3 separate regions of the Mus musculus genome follow, and all the other regions are linked to region 3. A link is a contact called in public promoter capture Hi-C data. All regions are on one chromosome and are shown on one strand. The core of a region is the stretch at or near the end of the contact, and the rest is flanking DNA. Distances in the headings are between cores, read along the strand shown.

Region 1 (3,992 bases), core at 569-3,068, 540 kb before region 3:
AGGCGGCACAGATAATTATTATGTGAGTCCAGGGAGCCAAGCCCAGGCCCTCTGGAGAAGCAGCAATCCCTCCTAACTGCCGAGAACCATCTCTCCAGCCCCCTCCTTTTGGGATTCTTTCTTTCTTTCTTTTTTTTAGCACAGCTATTCTTAGAACATACCAAGCATGCTCCTGCCTCCAAGCCTCAGCACTGGTGGCTTTTCTTCCTCATGAGGGGTCATGTCCTCACTCCCTCAGGTCTCTGTCCAGGTGACACCTTGTCACCAAGGCTTTCCTTTATAGATGGTGTCACCTCCTCTAAAGCCACCGTTCTCGTCTCCTGTATCCCCCTGGTATTTATCACTGCCTGATTGACTACACATTTATTCTGTTGTTATTTGTTTTGTCTTGATTATTGAGGCAGAGTCTTACCATGCATGCCAATCTGGACTTGAGTTTGCTATGTAGGCTGGCCTTGAACCCTCAATCCTCCTGCCTCAACTTCCCAGTTACTGAGATTATGGGGGTGTGCCAGCATTCTGAACCAGACTTCTTTGTTCATCTACCACCCATCACCCAGTAACATACATGTAACATATATGTAGCCTCCATGAGTTCAGGCAGTGATGGTTTTGTTTGTTGCTGTATTCTAAGCTCCATGATAGCATCTGGTACATAGTAGAGGCTTAAGAACTCTTTGTTAGCCAGGCGATGGTGGGGTGTGCCTTTAATTTCATCACTTTGGAGGCAGAGGTGATCAGATCTCTGAGTTCGAGGCCAGCCTGGTCTACAGAGTGAGTTCCAGGACAGCCAGGGCTACACAGAGAAACACTGTCCCCCCCAACCCAAAAAAAAAAAAAAACAAAAAAACAAACAAACAGACAAACAAAAAAACATAGAAGGAGGGAAAAAAGGAGGAGGAGGAGAGAGGAAAAGAGAGAAGAAATCGTTGTTGAATGAATGCATTGCTGTGACCATGGGGTGAGCTTGTTCTAGAAGAATCACACGGATGAATCAAGTTCTCCAGAGCAGATGGGAATCACGGTGTTCAGACAGGGTTGCTGGGAGAGCCCGTGAGAGCCGGGGTTCACCCAGGCTGGGTATTCTGATGTTTTCACACACACATACACACACTATTCCCTTGTTCCTTACCCTAGAAGGACAGACATTGTCCTTCCCATTTGACAGTTGACAAACTAGGCACAGAGAGATCGGGGCTTGCATGCCACCTCCAGAGGAATATAGGGCAAAACTCCCGTCTTTGGGCTCTATTGCTGTGTCTCTTCCGCGCTCACTCATTTCCAGGGCTCGCCCATCCTTAAGCCCCAGCCCCGGAACGTCTCCCTCAGCTTCCCCTCAAGTCCCCCACAAGGAGTCAACTGAGAGAGAACCCAGTCCCACCCTCTCTGGCCGGCTCCCTGTGCTCAGGCACACAGGCTGCTGGAAGGAAGGAAGGGTTAACAAGGAGTGTTTGTAGCAGCGGCGTCTCCAAGGAGAGGAAGGAAAGCTGAGCAGAGCAGAGCAGCGGGCCAGAGCCTACTTGCTTGTTCTGGCTCCCTGGACGGTGACGGTGATGGTGGCGGTCCGGAGGCAGTAGATGACCTGCCCTGGGAAGAGAGGAGTACCCTCAACTTTCACCAGTCCCAGAAGCGCTGAACTCTGGGACTAGGCAGCTGAGAGTGAGGTCGCTGCAAGCCACCAAAGAAAAGTTCAGGCAGGGATTGAGGAATGTGGGCAGTGGGGGCTGGGCCTGGCCCAGAGGCTGAAGCCCATAGCAAGCCGCAGAGCCCCTGGGCTCTCAGAGGGTAGAGGGGGACCCATTGAATCAAGGAGAACTGGGCCAGGACCTTGACTAGCAGGTAGCAGAAGTAAAGAGACAACAGTGGGGGGACAGGAGGTTGTTACTTCCTCCCACACTTGAGTTCCAGTCATGTCTCAGCATGTGGGACATGGGAGGAGACCCAGGACCCCAGGACCTCCTGTGCGCAGCATCCGGCCCTTCAAGTCCAGCGAGCAGTACCTGGAGGCCATGAAGGAAGACCTGGCTGAGTGGCTTCGGGATCTGTACGGGCTGGACATCGATGCAGACAACTTCCTGCGGGTGCTGGAGACTGGCCTGGTGTTGTGCCGGCATGCCAACACTGTCACGGAGGCTGCTCTGGCCTTCCTGGCTGAGGCACCTGAGCGAGCTCAAAAGATTCCCATGCCCCAGGCTGGAGTTTTCTGCAATGGGGCTGCTCAGCCGGGTACCTTCCAGGCCAGGGACAACATCTCCAACTTCATCCAGTGGTGTCGCAAGGAGATGGGGATCCAAGGTAACGCAACGATCTCAGACCTTTATATTACAGGGGCACGAATCACTCAGAGGCTTAAGCTAAGTTAGACCTGGGGGACAGGAGTTGAGGTATTGTAGATTTTCCGTGCAGTAGCTTAGAGAAGCATCAGGTTCTCCACCTCACAGTAAATCCTTAGTAAATACACACTGATGACCAGTAGATATCCACCAATGATGAAATCCATGCATTGCCTCTTCTGTTTCCAGTGCATGCTAGGTTCTTAGAACTGAGGAGAATAGGGCCCGAGGGCCCAGGAATGCATGGTCTAGGAAGGCAGACAGCTAAGTAGATTAAGAGATTACAGCCCAGGGAGATGTGTGTTTCAAAGGTATACAATATACAATATGGGATCTAGAATGACAATGATCAGTCTGATGACACAGTAGTGGGCACCAGCAAGGGCAACAAGAGGGAGGAGATTTGAACCAAAGAGAGAAGTTTGGGAGAGGAGATTAATTAGTCAGGGAGCAGTGGCAAAGCACAAGGTAGGTGGATAACTGGGATGGGCTGGCCATCGAGCAGGAAGGACCGAAACAGTGGTTCTCGACCTTCCTAATGCTGAGACCCTTTAATACAGATCCTCATCTTGTGGTGACCCCCAACCATAAACTTATTTTCACTACTATTTCATAGCTGTAATTTTGCTGTTGTTATAAATTATAATGTACATATCTGATATGCAGGATATCTGATAGGTGACCTTCCAGGGGTTGTGACCCACAGGTTGACTTGACTAAAAGGATGGGAAGGAAGCTCAAGGCGGGAGGTCTATAGGGAAAGGCATAGTCCTGCAGGGACTCTCAGGGCTCAGAGAGTGACAGCTTTTGGCCTTGAACCCAGGAATGGGATTAGGTGTGATTGCACAATTCTCCAGGCCAAAAGTAAGTGGGAGGAGACAGGGAAAGGGTCAAGTTTGGACTCCGGGCTGGTAGAAGGAGGCAAGGGGCTGGATCAAAGGTTAATCAAAGCTAAGGATGTAGCTTATGTTACAGCTTATGTACGGCCTTGGGTTCCATTCCCAGGACCATACCCACAAACAACTGCTGCTTTCAGTTGAGATAGACCACACCCACATTTTTCAGATGAACACCGGAGCTCTGGAACTAGCTTGGGGGTCACATAGCCACAGGAGATTCCTGGACTGAGCCCTATAGGGTCAGGTAGTCAAAGTCTATAGTCAAGCTAGCCTGGTTATCTAGAGCTAAGTTTAGGGTGTCCGGAAGATGGCTAACAGAGAAACTGCTTTCTGCTCCTGGGATCTTCTCATTGGTTAAGTGGATCACGGGAGGGAGAGCGGGATAAGGAGCGGTTTCCTTTGGTCCTAGGATCAGCTAGGCTCCAAATACTCACCTGCTCCTGCAGTTAGCCTGGCTGCCTTGTGTGGATCCCTTCCTTCTAAGAGCTTCCTCAACCTGAGATGCTGAGACCCGAGCCGCCCTCCTGTGCCCGCTACCCCTGCCTTGGGATGGGTTCCAGAGGGGTACTCAAGCCACCCGTGTCCCCTGCTCTCCTTTGTCCCACACCAGAGGTGCTGATGTTCGAGACAGAGGACCTAGTGCTCCGCAAGAACGTGAAGAGCGTGGTACTGTGTCTGCTGGAGCTGGGTCGCCGCGCTTGGCGCTTCGGTGTGGCGGCGCCCGCCCTGGTGCATCTGGAAGAGGAAATTGATGAGGAGC
Region 2 (4,144 bases), core at 120-2,619, 680 kb after region 3:
CAAATATTCTAAAACCCACAACCCCTACTCCTAAAATAAAACAAAAACAAAATCTAAAACCCTGAGGCCTGAAACGCTTCTGACCTCAAGCATTTTGGGCAAGGAAGACTCAGCCCACAGCATCTTCATGGTGGTCTGCAGAGACTGACTAATGGGAGTCAGGGAATGGTGTCCGTGGTTCAAGCAGCCTGGGGCTGAGCCTCTGATCCCAGTCATTCTGATGCTTCCTAATCAAGGTAACCTCCAGGGTAGAGAAGCAGCCAAGAAGGGGATTTAATGACACTGGGAATCAGGATCTGGTGGCTGATGAAATGGGTCAGTGGTGGTATGGCAGTGTATAGAATGCTCTAACTTCCTGTCTGTTGTTCCTGGGCAAGTCACTTGGACCAAAAGCAATTGAGATCAGGAAAGAATTTATTTGCTTTATACTTCCAAGTCACAGCCCCATCACGGAGGGAAGTCAGTCAGGGCAGGAGCTCAAGTAGAAACTGAAGAAGAAACCGTGCCTACCTGCCTGGGTCTGGCATTGACTACCCTGGGGTGGGTTCTCTCTCATCAATCATAAATCAAGACCATCTCTCACAGACAGGCCAGTCTGATCTGGGAAATTTCAGAGACTTTGCTCTTGCCAGATGCCAGTTGACAATTAAAACTGACCAGCACATTTGGGGAGGGGTCCTGGGATGGAGAGGGAGCTGCTACAGTCAGCAGGTGGCCCAGAGATTCAGAAAGGCTAGTGTTAGCACCAAGACAGTGCAGCTGGATCCCAGGGTAACTATCACTCTTCCATCTACTTAACATATTTTCCTTCGCTGCCAGCCGTTGACACAGGCTTCGGAGGACACTCCCATTGCGTTATTACTGTGGATATCTTCTTAGCTATCATCTGCTTCCTTCCTTTAAAGATTCCATTGATATCATTAGTCAGTTATCAATCGCAAACAACAGAGCCTTTGACTGGAATGCCATTTCCACCAAAGCCAAGGAAAGTTAACTGACAGCCTGTGCTGGGGCCCCTTTATGCCAGCTCGGAGTCTCTGTGTCACAGGGGCACAGGCAGGGGAGACTGGGAAATTCTTGTCTCTTTTTGCTCATCTTTTCCTCCCACCCAGCACATGCCAGAGGCTGTGGCTCAGATGCGACACAGTGCTGATCTTGGCCTGGGTAGAGGGAGGGAGTTGCACCTCATAAGGGGAAGAGAGGGTCTCCCCGCCCCCTTGTACAGAGGAGGAGTGTGAGACTGACAGAGAAAGGAAACCCTCAGAAGCCACCAATCTTGTGTCTGACTGTGGCTATCAGTGGTAACCATCAGAAAGTGGGGAGGTGGCAGCCACACCCACCAGCTATGTGATGATGCCTGGATGTCAGTTTGTATCTCTGAGCCTCATTTCCTTATCTGCGAAAGTGGATGACGTGTCACCTACTTTATAAAGACAGCATGGGAAGCCAGCTATATAATATTTGGCACAACATAGGTCCTTTCTCCTGTCAATCATTGCACAGTTCCTAATTAGCAAGGGCTTCCCCTTCCTGGAAGTTTACGTGGCTATGCATGGTCTTCTGTACTTTGGTATAGGCAAGGTGCATCTCTCTAAGACTTTTAGATTCATTTTCTACAGAAGAACAAGAGATTTTCATGATGTGATTTTTTAAAAAAAATATAAATGCAGAAAATGGTTCTACTCTCAATATTTCCTTTTCTTTTGAAAGACTATAGCTTCAGAGAAAGTCTCAAAGCTGCCCACAGTCCCTTAGCGTCAGCCCAGTTCCCTGGCTCTCCCTATCTTTGATTATACAGACTTATGGCTGTCAAGGCCTCATGCAACTGCTTTGTGGTCTCTTTATTGTTGTGTATAAAGCCAGCATTTCACAAATGCTGTGTATGTGTGTGTGTTATTCATGCCTTTATTACTATTTATTATAATATATTATTATTGTTGGTGGGTCCGTGTGTGTGTGTGTGTGTGTGTGTGTGTGTGTGTGTGTGTGTGTGTACAGGCCAGATAGCAGCTTTTCACATTGTTCCTTCAGAGCCACCCATCTTGTTTTTTGAGATGAGGTCTCTCACTGGGACCTGGAGCTGGGTTGGCAGGCCAGAAAACCCCAGGCACCCTCTGTCTTGTCTCTACCTCTCCAGTGCTGAGATTCTAAGTATGCACTATCACACCTAGCTTCTTGAATGGATGCTGGGGTTGAACCCCGCTCCCTTTGCTTTCATGAGAAGCACTTTACCAACTGAGCTATTTCCCCAGCCAGCATGCCTTCATATTGGTAGGTCTTCAGAATTCTATGATATCTCATCCTATTGCTGTTCAGTTAGTTAGAAAAACACACTTTCTACTTAACATTCCAACTGTTGCTTGCGATTCTTTCTAGATGAGATCGAGTCTCAGGGTAGGGGTCTTCCTATGTCAGCTCCTGAGTCCTTCAGAACATCTAGAGAACTGAACCATGCAAAGAAGCCCACTCTCCTTTTGATCTCTCTGCTAAAGATCAGAATTCGATTCCAGGCCCTGATCATTTCTTCCTTTCTAGACCATGTGGGTAGACCTTTCCTATTTCAAAAGCAAAAGCTGTGATATAAATGGTTTGCTCCTGCACCATGTGGGAAGGAAAAAGTGACCACATTTTACTAAAAGAACAGAACAGTTAAAAAGGAGTGTCTAGCAGTTAAAAAGAGCATCCAGACAAAAATGATTCAAATAAGCCCCCAGTGTCTGTGGTTACCATGTGCACTTACAATGCCCTCACAGCCTCCTGAGACTTGGAGATAATTGTTATTCAAGCTAAGCAAAAGAGAACGTTGAAAATCAGAGAAGCAAAGGGACTTGGGCACATTCCTACAATCAGGAAGAGACTTTGACGGTCCCTCTACAGAGCCCAGGTCCGGGTTAAAATCCCTCACACTTTGGGTATTTTGGACACTCATGTGACTTAGCCTCAGCTTCCTGCTTGTAGAATGCGGTGACAACTCCTGGGAAAGGACAGACGTGAGACCTGAGCAAAATGGCTTATGTGACACTTCTAGGCATGTGACACAAGATGTTTTCCCAATACTAGTCAAGGACCCCTTTCTTTCTACCCTATAGTGTTCGGTTTCCCAGACATCAATGAAGTTGAAAGAAACTTTTCTATTGAAATGTGTGAGTTCTATAATTATCTTAATATTTTGACTGTGAGCTTCTTTTTCCTGGAAATACTGTCTCCCCTTTGAGGCGGTGGTGCTGGTGAGAGGCCAGAGGCACTTGTTTTAATCCCAGCAAAGTCAGTGCATAGCAAGCAATACATTTACGGAGTGTCTCCAGGAAGCAGAAACAGCCAATAATACAAGTCTCACGCTAGGTCTTAACTGTTTCAGGCAAAGGAATGGGGTAAGAAGAGAGAGTGAGCCACTCCTCCCACCTGCTTTTCTGAGCCTCTCACAGGACATCTGTCTTATTCTTATTTAGCTCTGGGGAATGCCTGTTCCTCCAGTGCCACTGTGAATTGTTCCCAAGGCTGTGACAGGCGAGAAAGGTCAGATGTCTAAAATGTCCCCTTGTGTGCTAGGTCTGTTGTGCAGGGCTGCCTCCCATTCAGGACAAAGCCAGGGCCCCTAACCACGCTATCCAATGGTTCAGGACAGCACCCAGGCCCAGCAGTTTCTCCCAGCCTTCAGTTTTCTCTGTCTGATTCTGACTCGGAAGATGTTGATCTTCTGAAGGGGTTGAACAGTCTCAGGAGTTTGGGGTCTGGATTAGAAATGAGACCTGAAAATTCACCAGTGATTTTCCAATCTCGTAGCTGTTGGTTCCTCACATCTCACTGCATAGGACCTCAGTCCTCCAGAGGTACCCATGTGTGCATATACATCTGTTTTGGCCCTCGGTGTCTGTTTTTGTAAAGGCAGGGAAATTATGACACATAACACTTGTGTTTGTTTCTGGAGTCACTGAGACATTTCATGTAAGCACTGTGTGTCACATGTCACATAGAGTCTTCCTCAGCATGCTGTGGGCTGAGATGCTGATAGTGATGGCAGTGGTGATGGAGACACACTTAAAGGTGTTTACACTGGTGGATGCTCTATGGCCACCACGTGGTTGATATTAAGTAATTCCTTTGCTCTGTGTGTGTGTGTGTGTGTGTGTGTGTGTGTGTGTGT
Region 3 (3,759 bases), core at 252-2,751:
AACCATCTGGAACAGGATCTGATGTTCTCTTCTGGAGTATCTGAAGACAGTGACAGTGTACTCACATACCTAAAACAAATTTTTGTTTGTTTGTTTGGTTTTTTTTTGTTCGTTTGTTTGTTTTGAGACAGGGTTTCTCTGTGTAGCCCTGGCTGTCCTGGAACTCACTCTGTAGACCAGGCTGGCCTCGAACTCAGAAATCTGCTTGCCTCTGCCTCCCAAGTGCTGGGACTAAAGGCATGTGTCACCACTGCCCAGCAAAAAAAAAAAAAAAAAAAAAAAAGCAATTATAAAAGATTTCGATGGGCGGTGGTGGCACACACCTTTAATCCCAGCACTTGGGAGACAGAGACAAGCAGATTTCTGAGTTTGAGACCATCCTGGTCTACAGAGTGAGTTCCAGGACAGCCAGGGCTACACAGAGAAACCCTGTCTCGAAAACAAACAAACAAACAAACAAAAAAAGATTTCATGTCTGGGGCTGGAGAGATGACTCAGTGGTTAAGAGCACGCACTGGCTGTTCTTGTAGAAGACAGAGTTCAATTCCCAGCATCCACATAGTAGCTCAAGACAGTGCTAACAGAACATTAGATTAAGCCCAGGGCCCACTCACGGGTCACTTCAATGAGATTGTACTATTTCCTCAGTAGTCACCCTGCACACCGTTTCCCTGGAAATCTTCCTCTAAGAAGTCTCCCTTTTTTGCACCATATCCCAAGCTATCCCAAGCCCTTGGTTTCTCAAGCTGCCCTGTGACGGCATTTACCAGGCTGTACTGTATCTCCTTTATTGTCTGATGCCCCCCACCTCTGACACCACTGGCACCAGGCGTGACATTTTTTTTGGAGGCAGGGACCATGTTTCCCACCTCTGCATCCCCCAACTTGATGCTGGGTCATATTTCTCACCAGGAAGCAGAGAGTTTTGTGGTATGAAGCAGAGAAAATTCAGACTGACTTAGCAGACCAGTGAACCTCAGCTGGAAGGCAGGTGGGGCATTAAAGTGAGAGAAATGAGGGAGAGAAGACAGGGGTAGCAGAGAGTGGCAAGCAGAATAGGAAGCACCCCCTGGCTAGTCCAGGAAGGTCAGCTAGAATGGGGAACCCACATCCTCTCAAAACTGATGTGGGGCTCAGGGCGGGTGCATGGGGAACCTCCTGATATGTTCTTCCCTGAAGGACCCACCACAGTGGGCTGCAAAGCTTCTCCAGCCTTAGAAATGAGGACCCCAAATCGTGTCTTACATGACATCGGTGTTTTCTTCCTCTGAGAAGCTGGCCAAGCTGCGTCTTGACGGGAGCAGGAGGCCTTTGGTAGCCATGGACCGGTTAATAAACTTAGGATTTGGACAGGGCTTTGGCAGTTGGTCAATCACATTGATAACATTGAGGGCTTCCTTCTTCGGTACAGCCTCCTCTCCACCCCCCACTTTACAGAATACCGTCGCCATCTGGTGTGGGTGGGGCGCAGGGTTGCCACCACCCTCCAGGACAACCAGCTGGCAGGAAGCAGAGAAAAACTGAGGCAAAGGTCTCACCCTTCATTTGGGTGAGAAGGTTTGCAGTGCTCTGACTTCACAATCATCACAGAGTGTAACAATCGGGGGGCCAGCCTCCCCTTGATAGGAAGTTTGCTGTGCAGCTGGACAGACCAAACGCCTGGGTTAGGGGTGGGCTTGAGCCAAGAAAGAAACTTGATGGCCCCTTCCAGCACACATGACCCTCTCTAGGTCACGTTTGTGGTCACAACTACTCGGTCCTCTTCTGAGGACTTCAAAAGGCTTAATTGCCTGTGCCTCTTTAGAGCTGTCCAGGAAGGGGTAGCAGGCTAGTGGCACAGAGAACACCACTTGGCCTGAGCCAACCAGACTTTGAAGAGAAGGCCTTTGCCTACTGATACTTCTAAGGCTCTCTATCCTGGGATCTAAGCAGCAAATCCCACCATAGCCAGTAACGCAGGCACAGTGAAAGCTTACTGTGGGTTGTAGCTCACAGAGTAGCTGGTTTCAGGGCCAGGATTCCAAACACCTTGAAAGATTGAGAGACAATGGTGAACATGAGGAGATATTTCTAAAAATGAGCCCTGCAGCTGGATATGGACTGGAGATTCAGTTCTGTGCTTCCTATCTGTATAAATCAAAGAATAACAATCTTACTGAGCCCAAATTCCTTCAACTACAAAATACAGGCAGAAATAGAACCTCACTCGTGGGTTTTGTAAAACTGCTTTATTTCTTCCACTAGATGTGGTTAAAAAAATCAAAATAGTATTTTATATACTCAAGCATTTCCCTACTTCCATTAAAACCTCTGGAAAATGTTGGGCTAGACAAATGGCTAAGTGGTTAAGAGCACTGACTGCTCTCCCAGAAGACCAGTACCCACATGGTGGCTCTTAACCATCTGTAACTCCAGTCCAAGGGATCTGACCCTCTCTCTGGCTGCCTTGGGTACCAGGCATGCCAGGATTGCATAGACATCCATGCAGGCAAAACATCTATATACGTAAGATAGAACTTGATAAATTTGGAAAATATAGGGACACAGGTACTCTCTGTGAACTTCGCTGGATCTCAGCTTGATCATACAATCTGTAATGATCTGAATTGATCCACTTTCATTGTCTTCCTAACAAGAATGCTACTAGAAGTCAGGGATGCTTCACTCTGTAAATATTGAGTTAGGTAGAGTGAGTGTCCCCTAGCTTTGCAAATAGAGGCTGGTATACACAAGAGACTCGTTGGAAGACTCGCTGGACACACAAAATGTGTGTGTGTGTGTGTGTGTGTGTGTGTGTGTGTGTGTGTGTGTGTGTGTGTGTGTGTGTGTGTGTGTGTGTGTGTGTGTGTCGGTGTGTGTGCTTGTGTCTCTGTGCATGTATGTAAGCTCTAGGTGTGCTTGCAGGTGGCTGGCGCGAGTCGCAAAGCCTCTGTGTTTGCCCTCATGGTCAGCAGATGGCGCTGCAGGCCTGGCCTACAAAAGACGCTCCAGTCCCGGAACCCGGAAGCGTCGGCCGGAGGGGGCGGGCCTAGGGCGCCTAGAGTCTTGCGAGTTGGGAAGGGTTAGTGTCCCTCACCTCGACTTGCATCCTCTTCCCGCCCCTTCGTCCCGCGCTGGCACGCCAGGACCTTTTCCCTAAGTAGAACTGAGGAATGCCCAGAGTGGGGGACTCGGCGAGCGCCCAAGTGACAGAGAGCCCCCAGGGCATCCTGGGTTTGTAGGGACTATGGGCATGCTCAGGGCAGGGCTGTGCCCGGGCCTCACCGAGGAGACCGTCCAGCTTCTCAGAGGCCGAAAGATAAAAACAGGTGACCTCATGGGCACTACCCCGGGGGTCGGCACCGTGGTCGTGGTACACATACGGGGCCTTTTGCTCTAACAGGATGGCCGCACTCTTCCTCTGACTTTCTGAGGAAGCTGGGTTCGCAGGAGCCGAGGCAGAGGATTTTACTGAGTGCTGGGCCCTTTGCGGGGTCGGTCCTGCATCAGGGCCTGCGTGCTCGAGATAGGTAGTAGAATAAGACCTTAATCCCGTTTGACAACAGAGCAAAAGGCAAATGTGGCAAGGCTAAGCCATTCCTGCTGCCAATCACCTGCACCTGCTCTCTTTCCAGTGGCAGACCTGGCAGCTGCTGACTTGGAGGAAGTAGCCCAGAAGTGTGGCTTGTCCTACAAGGTGAGCTCGCGATCTGCAAGCTCCATTCCAACCCCTCTTCCAGCTGCGCCCCCACGCTGCAGGATCAGAGTTCCTTGGGATAG

Evidence for each region. Promoter capture Hi-C pulls out the DNA fragments that hold promoters and counts their contacts.
Region 1: a promoter capture Hi-C map of embryonic stem cells shows a contact between it and region 3, with 2.8 times the contacts expected there. The contact joins the promoter of Gas2l2 here to the promoter of Fndc8 in region 3. A contact is called at or near these places in 14 of 39 promoter capture datasets (3T3-L1-derived adipocytes, the C10 cell line, the HPC-7 cell line and 7 more), 1 of 15 datasets of contacts at CTCF or cohesin (embryonic stem cells), 5 of 484 Hi-C or Micro-C datasets (the Ba/F3 cell line, the N1E-115 cell line, embryonic stem cells and 1 more), 2 of 115 datasets of contacts at active chromatin or transcription factors (embryonic stem cells and stem cell-derived neural progenitor cells) and 1 of 9 other capture datasets (liver).
Region 2: a promoter capture Hi-C map of the HPC-7 cell line shows a contact between it and region 3, with 10 times the contacts expected there. The contact joins the enhancer-like site here to the promoter of Fndc8 in region 3. A contact is called at or near these places in 19 of 39 promoter capture datasets (the 3T3-L1 cell line, 3T3-L1-derived adipocytes, the C10 cell line and 11 more), 8 of 484 Hi-C or Micro-C datasets (B cells, CD4 T cells, CD8 T cells and 5 more), 8 of 115 datasets of contacts at active chromatin or transcription factors (T-cell acute lymphoblastic leukemia, embryonic basal ganglia, embryonic forebrain and 5 more) and 2 of 9 other capture datasets (macrophages and pancreatic islet).

Annotation. Positions count from the first base shown.
Region 1 is chr11:83,427,347-83,431,338 of GRCm38.p6, reverse strand. It overlaps Gas2l2 (growth arrest-specific 2 like 2), which reads left to right and starts at 1,818. Exons shown (of 6, transcript NM_001013759.2): 1 at 1,818-2,295; 2 at 3,843-3,992. The coding sequence starts at 1,911.
Region 2 is chr11:82,211,751-82,215,894 of GRCm38.p6, reverse strand. No RefSeq gene overlaps it. Among named protein-coding and RNA genes, the nearest start is that of Ccl1, 34 kb to the right of the region's middle. Within about 2 kb of position 1,369, at least 33 of the 459 cell types and tissues checked have an H3K27ac peak or open chromatin away from gene starts, as enhancers often do. A contact at or near this core is called in CD8 T cells, the HPC-7 cell line, the MNK3 cell line and 1 more, where this site is marked.
Region 3 is chr11:82,889,887-82,893,645 of GRCm38.p6, reverse strand. It overlaps Fndc8 (fibronectin type III domain containing 8), which reads right to left and starts at 1,501. Exons shown (of 4, transcript NM_030224.1): 1 at 1,246-1,501. The coding sequence starts at 1,451. Rad51d (RAD51 paralog D) reads left to right here and starts at 3,022. Exons shown (of 10, transcript NM_011235.4): 1 at 3,022-3,308; 2 at 3,615-3,676. The coding sequence starts at 3,227.